Linked DNA regions of Mus musculus: region 2 is linked to region 1. The links are chromatin contacts, called in public Hi-C maps. All regions are on one chromosome and are shown on one strand. The core of a region is the stretch at or near the end of the contact, and the rest is flanking DNA. Distances in the headings are between cores, read along the strand shown. Region 1 holds the start of Slc25a24 (solute carrier family 25 (mitochondrial carrier, phosphate carrier), member 24). Region 2 overlaps Gm36778 (a long non-coding RNA gene).

Region 1 (4,301 bases), core at 121-2,620:
TCATACGCTGCCTTCTGCCCTTTAATATCACCCCCCGAAAAAAAACCCTTCTGACTCTTGCAGCACATAACTCCCGATATGTTTCTGTCACTATATAGCTCTGCTCTTTTCAGAACTTCCTAGCATGCGATTGCTTTCAGAGCTGAGAGGCAGCTCCTAGTTCGAACACAGCACAGGTTGTTCCACTGAGGAACCTTTATTTCTGGGTTGGCAAGCGTCCTCAACATCAGCCATCTCCAGAGATGGCCTTAGAAGCCATTTTCCAGGAGAGCCAACAAAGACTGGTGGCGTCTGAGAGCCTTTCCAGAGGAAGGGGCTAATTTCCAAGACTATGGCTTGGAAGCAATAGAGGCCCAGAAACTGGTTACTGGCAGCCTTTATCTGCAGACTCTATTTATACACAGTATATTTTAATGTACAGAGTGGTAAGGAAGGAGGGAAATTCAAGTCCTCCACTTTGGAAGAAACAAGTGGTTTTAGTGTTCGTTTTAAATACCCGGACACAACAGGACATAACCACAGATTCTGCTAAGCAGCAGTGATTGAATTGAGACTATTCCAGAGAAGGACATTTCACTTGATGGCAAAGCAGCTGTTCATATTCTCATTTTACTGACGGGAGGCTATCCAGGGAAGCTACGTTAGGTCTTTGGAATTACACAGCCGAAGGAGCAGGTATCGAAGTCTCTGTAGTCCCAGCGTTTCTCCCGTTATCCCAGAAACTGTGTCTCACCTGAACTATAAATGGCAAACCTCAGGACCACACCTGTCTCGAAGGAAAGAAGCTGGGGTTTCTTTGTGTGCTGTGGGAAGGTACCCACTGTGTTCCATCTTCTCTCCTTTCTCTATGCCCTCTTGGGTGGCTGATGCTCCTCTCAGAAAAAGGCCTCTAGCAGGCCCCTTTCCTCTCCCTTTGGTCTGATAGCCATTTTCACTTTTGACTCTCTGTCCCAGATACCCACCTACTGCTGTCTTTCTGATGAACTCTGCACTTCTCCAAGTCTTCCAGCCCAACGGGGCTTTGAGGTTGAGCAACCTGCTCATCAAACTACCCCCAAACCCAAGCTTTAATAAATCTGTTGGCGAAGTTTGTGCCTTTGGGCAGAGCAGAAACCCTCCTTGCATTCCCCCCTTCATCCCCCCCTCCCCCCCAGCACCCTATCCTACCTGGTTCTGGAGTCAGGAAGCTGGCCCATCCCCTCCTAGTCGCCAGCGCAGGCCTGGGCCAGCTCCGCCCAGAGCAGCAGCTGGGCGACCACACCCTGTGCGGAGCTCAGTTCCTGCGAGCCAGAAGCCTCGCCCCCCTCCCCCCCCCCCCCCCCCCCCCCCCCGACGACGATCCAGACAACCCGCGGCCGCCGCCCCACCCCACAGGCCTCCGCACTCGGATCGCGCCCCACCAGCTCACGGTGACTTCCCCGGGACCATGCTGCGCTGGCTGCGGGCCTTTGTGCTGCCCACCGCCGCCTGCCACGACGCGGAGCCGCCCACACGCTACGAAACGCTCTTCCGGGCGCTGGACCGCAATGGGGACGGCGTGGTGGACATCGGAGAGCTGCAGCAGGGGCTGCAAAGCCTGGGCATCCCGCTGGGCCAGGACGCGGAGGAGGTGGGTCGCTGTAGGGTGTTGGGGTGGCCGCAGGCGCCACACAGCCAGGTCCTGGGAGGGCGGTGGCCTGAGGCCAGGCAAGGAGGAGGAACTATGCCCGCCAACCCGCTGAAAGAGCTCCAAGGAGTTGGATCTGGAAGGCGGCGGGTGTATTCCCAGATAAATTAATGTTGCACACTTAAAACTGTCAACACTTTTTGTTCTGAGAGCATCTCTGGTTCTTGGCTCACTTGTCCCGTCCTTTGCAAACTTTTCATGACCTGCTGTCAGACTTTAGTGAGTCCCAACTTTAAGTAACTTTGTTACAGCTAGAGTTTATTGTTTCAAAAAGGAGTTAAAACCGGCCTTGCTCCCAACTGCTGGGTGAGGTAGAAAGGCCACATTCCGTTTTTATGACGTTCAAAGTTAGTCCCCTGGGTGCACGCATTGATCTGAAGGGTTGACCTGTTGCAAAGCAATTGGACTTTCTCTGAGTCATATGAATTGTGGCCCTGACATCCAGGCTCCTTGGCAGGGTGGGGACACTAGATCTGGAACTTGTCCAGCCCGCTGTCTTACAAGAGGACGCTGGCTTTTCTATCTTAAGAGGAAGGTGCTTGAGTTACTGAGTGGGCCACAACTGTTCTGTACCTATATTTAAAACTCCTCTTTCAGTCACTGTCAATGCCATTAATAGAGGAGTCTTCACTTTAGTTTGTCCTCTTGGTAAGTTACAACTTTATTTTTTGGAAGCTGCCAGTTTTGCCCAAGGCATTATTCTATATAACTTTACAGAACTTCTGTGTCTGCAGGGGTCCCTCTTTCTTCCTTATCTCAGTTCTTCCCCCATCTTCACTCTGGCCATAGGTTTGCCTATTCGATGCACTTTCTGAAAGAACCAAGTTCGAGTGTGGCTCTTCTACTTGCTCCGGGCTGACTCATTTCCTCCCATTTCTTGAATCAAAGGCCTGCCTAGCTACTTTTGAGTGATAGCATCTCTTCAGCCACCCTGTGGCTGCATCTCAGAGGCATGTTTCGGTTATTAGTTGTTTTTATTATTCTAATCACTTCCAGGTGTTTTCTAATCACTGACATGATGTCTTTGACTTATGTATCATTCTAAGTGTGCTTTAGGTTTCCCAATACATTTTTGTTCTTTGAAAATATGAATAAATTAGACAACGCATCCGGGGCATGCCTCCAATCCCAGGACTCTGAGAGTTGAGACTGGAGAATTGTTGCTAGTTACAGGTCAGCTTGGGCTCTGTCCTCTCCTTATCTAAGTCAAACTGGAGTGAACTGAAACAAAGAGCAACAGCAGACCTCAAGGTCCCCAGCCCCACAATAACAACAACCCTATAATAACAACAATCCCACAATAACAACAAACCCCACAGAGTCAGGAGGAACTTTCTGTAATTAAAAACATTCTGTAATTAAAAAAATTATTACACATAAATTATGTAAAAACCTATAAGCATATAAATATTTAGAACATGGCAACTCATATTTGTCACTAATAAATGAATATATTTTGCACACACACATATGTATTATATTATATTAATTTTGTTCAGATGTGTAGTGTCACTATTGGTGGTCATGCCTCATGTGGTCAACTATCCCCAGCAGTAACACATTCTTCTACAGAAGGTTAGTAATGCTTATTTTTCAACTATAAGAGTTTTTGTACTTTTTCCTTTACATTTGTAGTAGTTTAGGAAAATGAATGAATACACATTACTTTTACAATTAAGGGAAAGTTTTGACCTTCGGTCACCTCGTCTGTGGTATGTCTTCCTAGACTGTCTTTCAGAGATGAGCTGACTGCATGCAGCTGTGAGTGGCTCCCTTACCTCACGTGTCACTACTGTTACAATTCTTGAGTGATATTACTTATTTAATCATTATACCCTCCAATAAGATCAGCTCCCAATACTGGTGATTCTGCCTCACTCGTTGGACCAACGTGATACTAAAGGATTTAGGGCTAGCACGTGAAATACACTGATGCAGCAGTGACCTGTCTAGTAATAATAATAATAATAATAATAATAATAATAATAATAATAATAATACAAATTGAACTTTGTATCACTTGTGTTTCTTTGTATCACTTGTGTTTCTTTTACACACATATTTATTTATTTGTGCATATGGGTGTGTGCACACATGCGTGCTTGGGGGCCATCGTGTGTGTGGCAGTCAGAGGAAAACTCACACAGTCACTTCTGTCCTTTTACACGTGAGTACCAGGATGGAGCTCAGGCCTTGGTGGCAAGTGCCGTTACCCTCTGAGTTGTCCTGTAGGCCACAGTTGTTAGTGCTTCTGTTTTCATTGTAAGTAGGACAAGCTAGCCAAGAGCATGCTGGGGAAACCGGATAAACATGTGGTATGTGATAAGACAGGGAATTCCTTGGCCATGGGCCAACTTGAACACCATTTTAACTGTCATCTGGACATATATTCCCTGACTTTTTTTCCTCTTCAGGCCATTTCTCCCCACATAAGCAGTGAATGCCCCTGTCCCCCCAACACATTCTAGAACGATTTTTTTTCCTTCTCTTCATTTTCCTGAGGCTCCCCTCAGGCTGTGGCTGGAATCTGGTGGTTCAAACCCTCAGTGATGCTTAGTAAACCAGGCTCCGGCTTTCCCTCCTCATTGGTAGGGGAGTAGGATTTGAAACAGAAGAGCTTCATACAAACACAGAA
Region 2 (4,513 bases), core at 769-3,268, 60 kb before region 1:
TGCTAGGAGTCTTACTTAGGGCCACCAGTTGGGGTTATTCTCAACTCAGTGTGCGTTATAAATTGTAACTATTGGTCTATTTATTCATAGCTTATAAAACAGAGTAAAACACACAATCACTGGAAGACTTCTTGAGGCACTCCCTGCCAGCCTTTTAATAAGGTGAAGGTGAATTTTTATGGAACTCTGCATATTGTAAGGATTTTGTTGTATCTTCCTTTCTAGCTGAATCATCATTGATCCTCCAGAGCTAATAAAAAGTACACACTAATTGTAGACAATGAATAGCATTCATTTTATATTGTATACAGTTATATATTAGTTATTTTATAAGATACTTGAAAACCTCTGCAGAACAGGCAATAAATAATATAAACATAAGAATTTAAAATAAAATTGAGTCTGATTGAGTGTGGTGGCAAATGGCTTTTATTCCATCACTTGGGGCAGACACAGGAAGAACTCTATGAATTTAGGGCCAGCCTGGTCTAAACAGTGAGTTTCACATTAGCTAGAGCTGCACAGTGAAGACCTTGTCTCAATAAATAAATAAGTAAATAAAAATTAAAAATCCATTTATTTGAGTATATGTTGCATCTATTCTGAAAATAAAACACTCGGCTGTCCACACTACTTCCATCGAGGCCAGCATTAGTTTTCTCTTTCATTATTTCTTCAGAGGGATAAAAAGAGTCTTACTTCTTGTGCTGGACTAAATAATGAGTTTCCTCAATATTCATGTCTACCTGAAACCCTAGGATTTAATCTTATCTGAAAATAGGGCTTCGAAGGAGTAATTAGGATGAGGTGGCAGTGTATTTGTATGAGCGCTAAATCCAGCGATGAAAGTATTCAGAGGTCTTCAGAGGAGAGCGACACACAGGGCACCGGAGGCAAAGCTCAGAGTAAGGCAGCTATAACCCAAGGGCAGCCAGAATTTACCTCAACTGTGGGAAACCAGAAAGTCTGGGGTGACATTCTCCCTCAGAGATTCTGATTGCCTTGATTTTTTTTTCAATGACATTTAAAAAAATTCTCTTTATATCCCAATCACAGCTCCGCCCCAAGTCCCACCCTTACAAGTCCCTCTCCCCCACACCCCCACTGCTTAGATTTTGATCTTCTGGCCTCCCGAACTCAGAGTACATTTCTGTTGTCTTAAATCACCTGTTTCTGGTAATTTACTGTAGCAGCCTGAGAAAACTGCCTTAGCTCAAACTTAAACAACCCCCCACCCCCAAACCAAACCAAAAAACCCCAAAAACCCAAACCCAAACCAAAAAACCAAACAATAACAAAAAAACAAAACAAAACAAAAAACCCCAACTCTTTCTCTGAATATCCATAAACTCAGGGTCAACTGGGTACACCACAAATGACCGCAGTAGACACACTTCCCAAGTGACGGTGAACGAGAGCGGGGCTTGCACAACAAGTTTAAACGACAGAAGGAAAGCTTCTTTTTTCTCCCTCAGTACAATCGGTTAACACACAGCACTTTGCTACAGATGAAACCTTAAGACCATGTGGGTATTCTCTGTATGAAAGACAGCCAAAGGAACCTATACAAGTAAGGCTTATCACTTTCCACGTTGTGGAGATCCACTGCTCACAGAGAAAAAACCTGGGGATTTTAGTCTTTCAGCCACTGTAGTTGGCTTGATGTTCCTAACTCTGGCTTTAACTTGATCATTAACTTGGAAAGATGGCAGTAAAACGAATAAACTATCACATTTGTGAGAAAACTGATCAATGCATTTTCTTGGTTGGATCAATTTTCATGATATTACAACATAGAGAGAAAATATTAAAAAATTAATAAAACAATAATAAAAATTACTTTAAAATTTACGTTGGCAAATCGTGGGTGCATCTTAATCAGAACAGCTTTACATACTTTCTATAGTTATAGCTAAGCTATGCCATTGATTCTGAGGGGAAAGTCATTGAATGAATTATAGTTATAGAAAAACGTCTGTGGTGGCCCACAGAGGAATCCTTAAGTTGTCGTTCTGTTGCTTTGGTGCCCTCTGGTGTCCAAGATACAAAATTACACCTAGTCTACTCGGCCCTAAATTGTTTCCACAGTGCAATAAAATTAAAAAACAAGATTGTTCATTTGCTAAATCTATAGAATCTGTTCACAAACAAAATAAATAATACTTCAACGAAGCATACACAAAATAGCATCTCTGTTGTCTCCATAATGTTAGGGGCCCTTGTTTATTCTTCTTATACCTATCAACAGCATTCTGCTTATATAGTGCTTTTTTTTAAAAGCCAGATTAATTAAATTCTGAGGCAATTTCTCAACTTATTGTTCTCATTTTCCATCAAAAGCTGTTTATGCATTCATAAAAGTCAATGAAACATATTTATGACATACTAATTCCATTAAAAACACTATAGTTATTTGAGCAATTTCACATTTGTAATTAACAGTCACATTGACTGTAATCTAACTTTTGTGCTTTTCTGTCATTCTGGAGGGGTGTGTATTAATAATGGAGATTTTTCTTGGTTATATTTGGGTTCATCCATGGGAGACAGAAAATACCAGGGGTTTAAAGTCTGAGCCTATCTGTCACACGGCCATTTGTTCAGGTCTAGGGCTGAAGTGACCCTTCCGTTGTCACCATGGTCCTGTGTCCTCCTGATGTACTGTCCCTTTTGTTTCTATTTGTCCATATTATTTTAATACTTCTCCACTTTTAAGTACTGGTTTTAATTTTGTGATTGTAACACAGAAGATCCATCTTTTATATTTTAAAAAAAAGCATCATCAGGATCATAAAGCTATGATAGTTACACTCTACACACTCCCAAGGTGCTTTAAAATGATTATGTTTTGAGTCTGTAGGCGAATGACGACGACAATCCAAATACATCACCTGTACAGGCTGGACTACATACTGGTCACGTGGCTGATCGGACAAACAACTGATGTACGGTTCCATCACGTGATCCAAGTAGAACAAGTAGGCGCAGAACCTCCATGGAGTAGACTAGGGTGAGTGCATCTCACAGCAACGTGGAGCCGGCACTCGCATTTCTGACAGAAGCTCCTGGTATAGTGGTCCATGACCTCTATATACTGATGGGCACATGCTCAAATCTGAGCTACTTAGTGTTCTGAAAACCGATGACCTATCAGTCCACTACCACAAATTAGTGCTCCCAGTGGCTGGAATTTTACCTGGTTTCTTTTGTACCATAGCCTTCTCACTCTGCATAATAACTGCCTCTGGATTCTTCTGTCTTCAAACTTCTGGTCCTTGATTTCCATCCTTCTGATGTTCTTTTCTGTACTTTATTCTTCTCTGAAAGAATAGAAGCCACTGGAATCATTTCTATCTTCTACCATATTCACAAGCTCTTACTGGGCCTTGCACCTGCTCTTTGGTTATACTGGAAGAGTGTCTATAGACAATGACAATGAATTCTCAATAAATATGGAGAACCAAGGGTATGGTTTTGTCAAATGGGTAAAGAAATGGGAGCAGGGTCATGGAGTGAAGGGGTGGGTGAGGCACTGATTAAGATGAGGAAGGGCAATACTGTGTGGAAGGGAGGGAGGAGGGATAAACAACACTAGGGAGGTTTGAACATAATGTAGGGCAACATATTTATGCTTATCCCAAAACTGTATACGTTTAAATGTATGTGTAGCTCATCTGCTGTAAAGCTGTGTCTTCCATGTGTAACAGGGAAGCTGTGCCCACAAACTCTCAACAACACCGCAGTTTAACTGAGACTTGAGCGATGGCATGGTCAGCTGACATGCAACGATGGCTGATGGAGATCGCACAAGACTCAACTCCTAGAGGAAGATCTGGAGGCAATTAATGACTGCCGACAGGAAAGAACCAGCCTTCCCCAAGGATGCGCCCCCGATTGGTTATCCAATACTAAGTGCTTAGCTCTAAAAATTGTGTCCATATAAGCAGCACTAAATGGACTCATCTGGTGGTGTTTATACATAACTCATTCTATATGCGTAATAATAATAATAATGAAAGAAAGAGAGGGAATTGATCTGGAAAGAAGTCAAGGGGATTAGGAGGAAATGTGAACATTGTGTACGTATATGAAATCTAAGTCAGATGTTAGGATATTTGTCATGTTTCTCTACTTCTCTGTTAAATTGTGAGACTTATAATTATATCCAGGTAGTTGGTAGGCACAATTATATAAAAGTAACATTCATTAAATACTAATATATAGAAAAAGATGGCTCTTAGTTTCTTAGTGTTTCATTGCTATGAAGAGAAATCATGACCAAGGCAACTCTTATAAAGGCAAACATTTAATTGGGGGCTGGCTTACAGGTTCAGAGATTTAGTCCATTATCATCACGGCAGGAAGCATGGTACTGTGCAGGCAGACATGGTGTTGGAGGAGCAAGAGTTCTACATTTTTTTTAAAAATTCACTTTATATCTCTATCACTGCTCTCCTTCTACTCACTCTCTCCCACAATTCCTCTCCCTTCTCCTCCCCTTCTTCTCTGAGAG

Evidence for each region. A called contact is a pair of places that touch in the nucleus more often than the background predicts.
Region 2: a Hi-C map of bone marrow-derived macrophages shows a contact between it and region 1, with 1.8 times the contacts expected there. The contact joins the enhancer-like site here to the promoter of Slc25a24 in region 1. A contact is called at or near these places in 4 of 39 promoter capture datasets (the 3T3-L1 cell line, embryonic stem cells, macrophages and 1 more), 2 of 484 Hi-C or Micro-C datasets (bone marrow-derived macrophages and pancreatic cancer cells), 2 of 115 datasets of contacts at active chromatin or transcription factors (bone marrow-derived macrophages and trophoblast stem cells) and 2 of 9 other capture datasets (adipose tissue and liver).

Annotation. Positions count from the first base shown.
Region 1 is chr3:109,121,779-109,126,079 of GRCm38.p6, forward strand. Slc25a24 (solute carrier family 25 (mitochondrial carrier, phosphate carrier), member 24) reads left to right here and starts at 1,371. Exons shown (of 10, transcript NM_172685.3): 1 at 1,371-1,609. The coding sequence starts at 1,427. Gm19391 (a long non-coding RNA gene) reads right to left here and starts at 1,296. Exons shown (of 2, transcript XR_867568.1): 1 at 1,168-1,296.
Region 2 is chr3:109,061,178-109,065,690 of GRCm38.p6, forward strand. Gm36778 (a long non-coding RNA gene) reads left to right here. Exons shown (of 4, transcript XR_375965.2): 3 at 2,861-3,010; 4 at 3,708-4,176. Among named protein-coding and RNA genes, the nearest start is that of Gm36778, 7.7 kb to the left of the region's middle. Within about 2 kb of position 2,019, at least 4 of the 459 cell types and tissues checked have an H3K27ac peak or open chromatin away from gene starts, as enhancers often do. A contact at or near this core is called in bone marrow-derived macrophages, where this site is marked.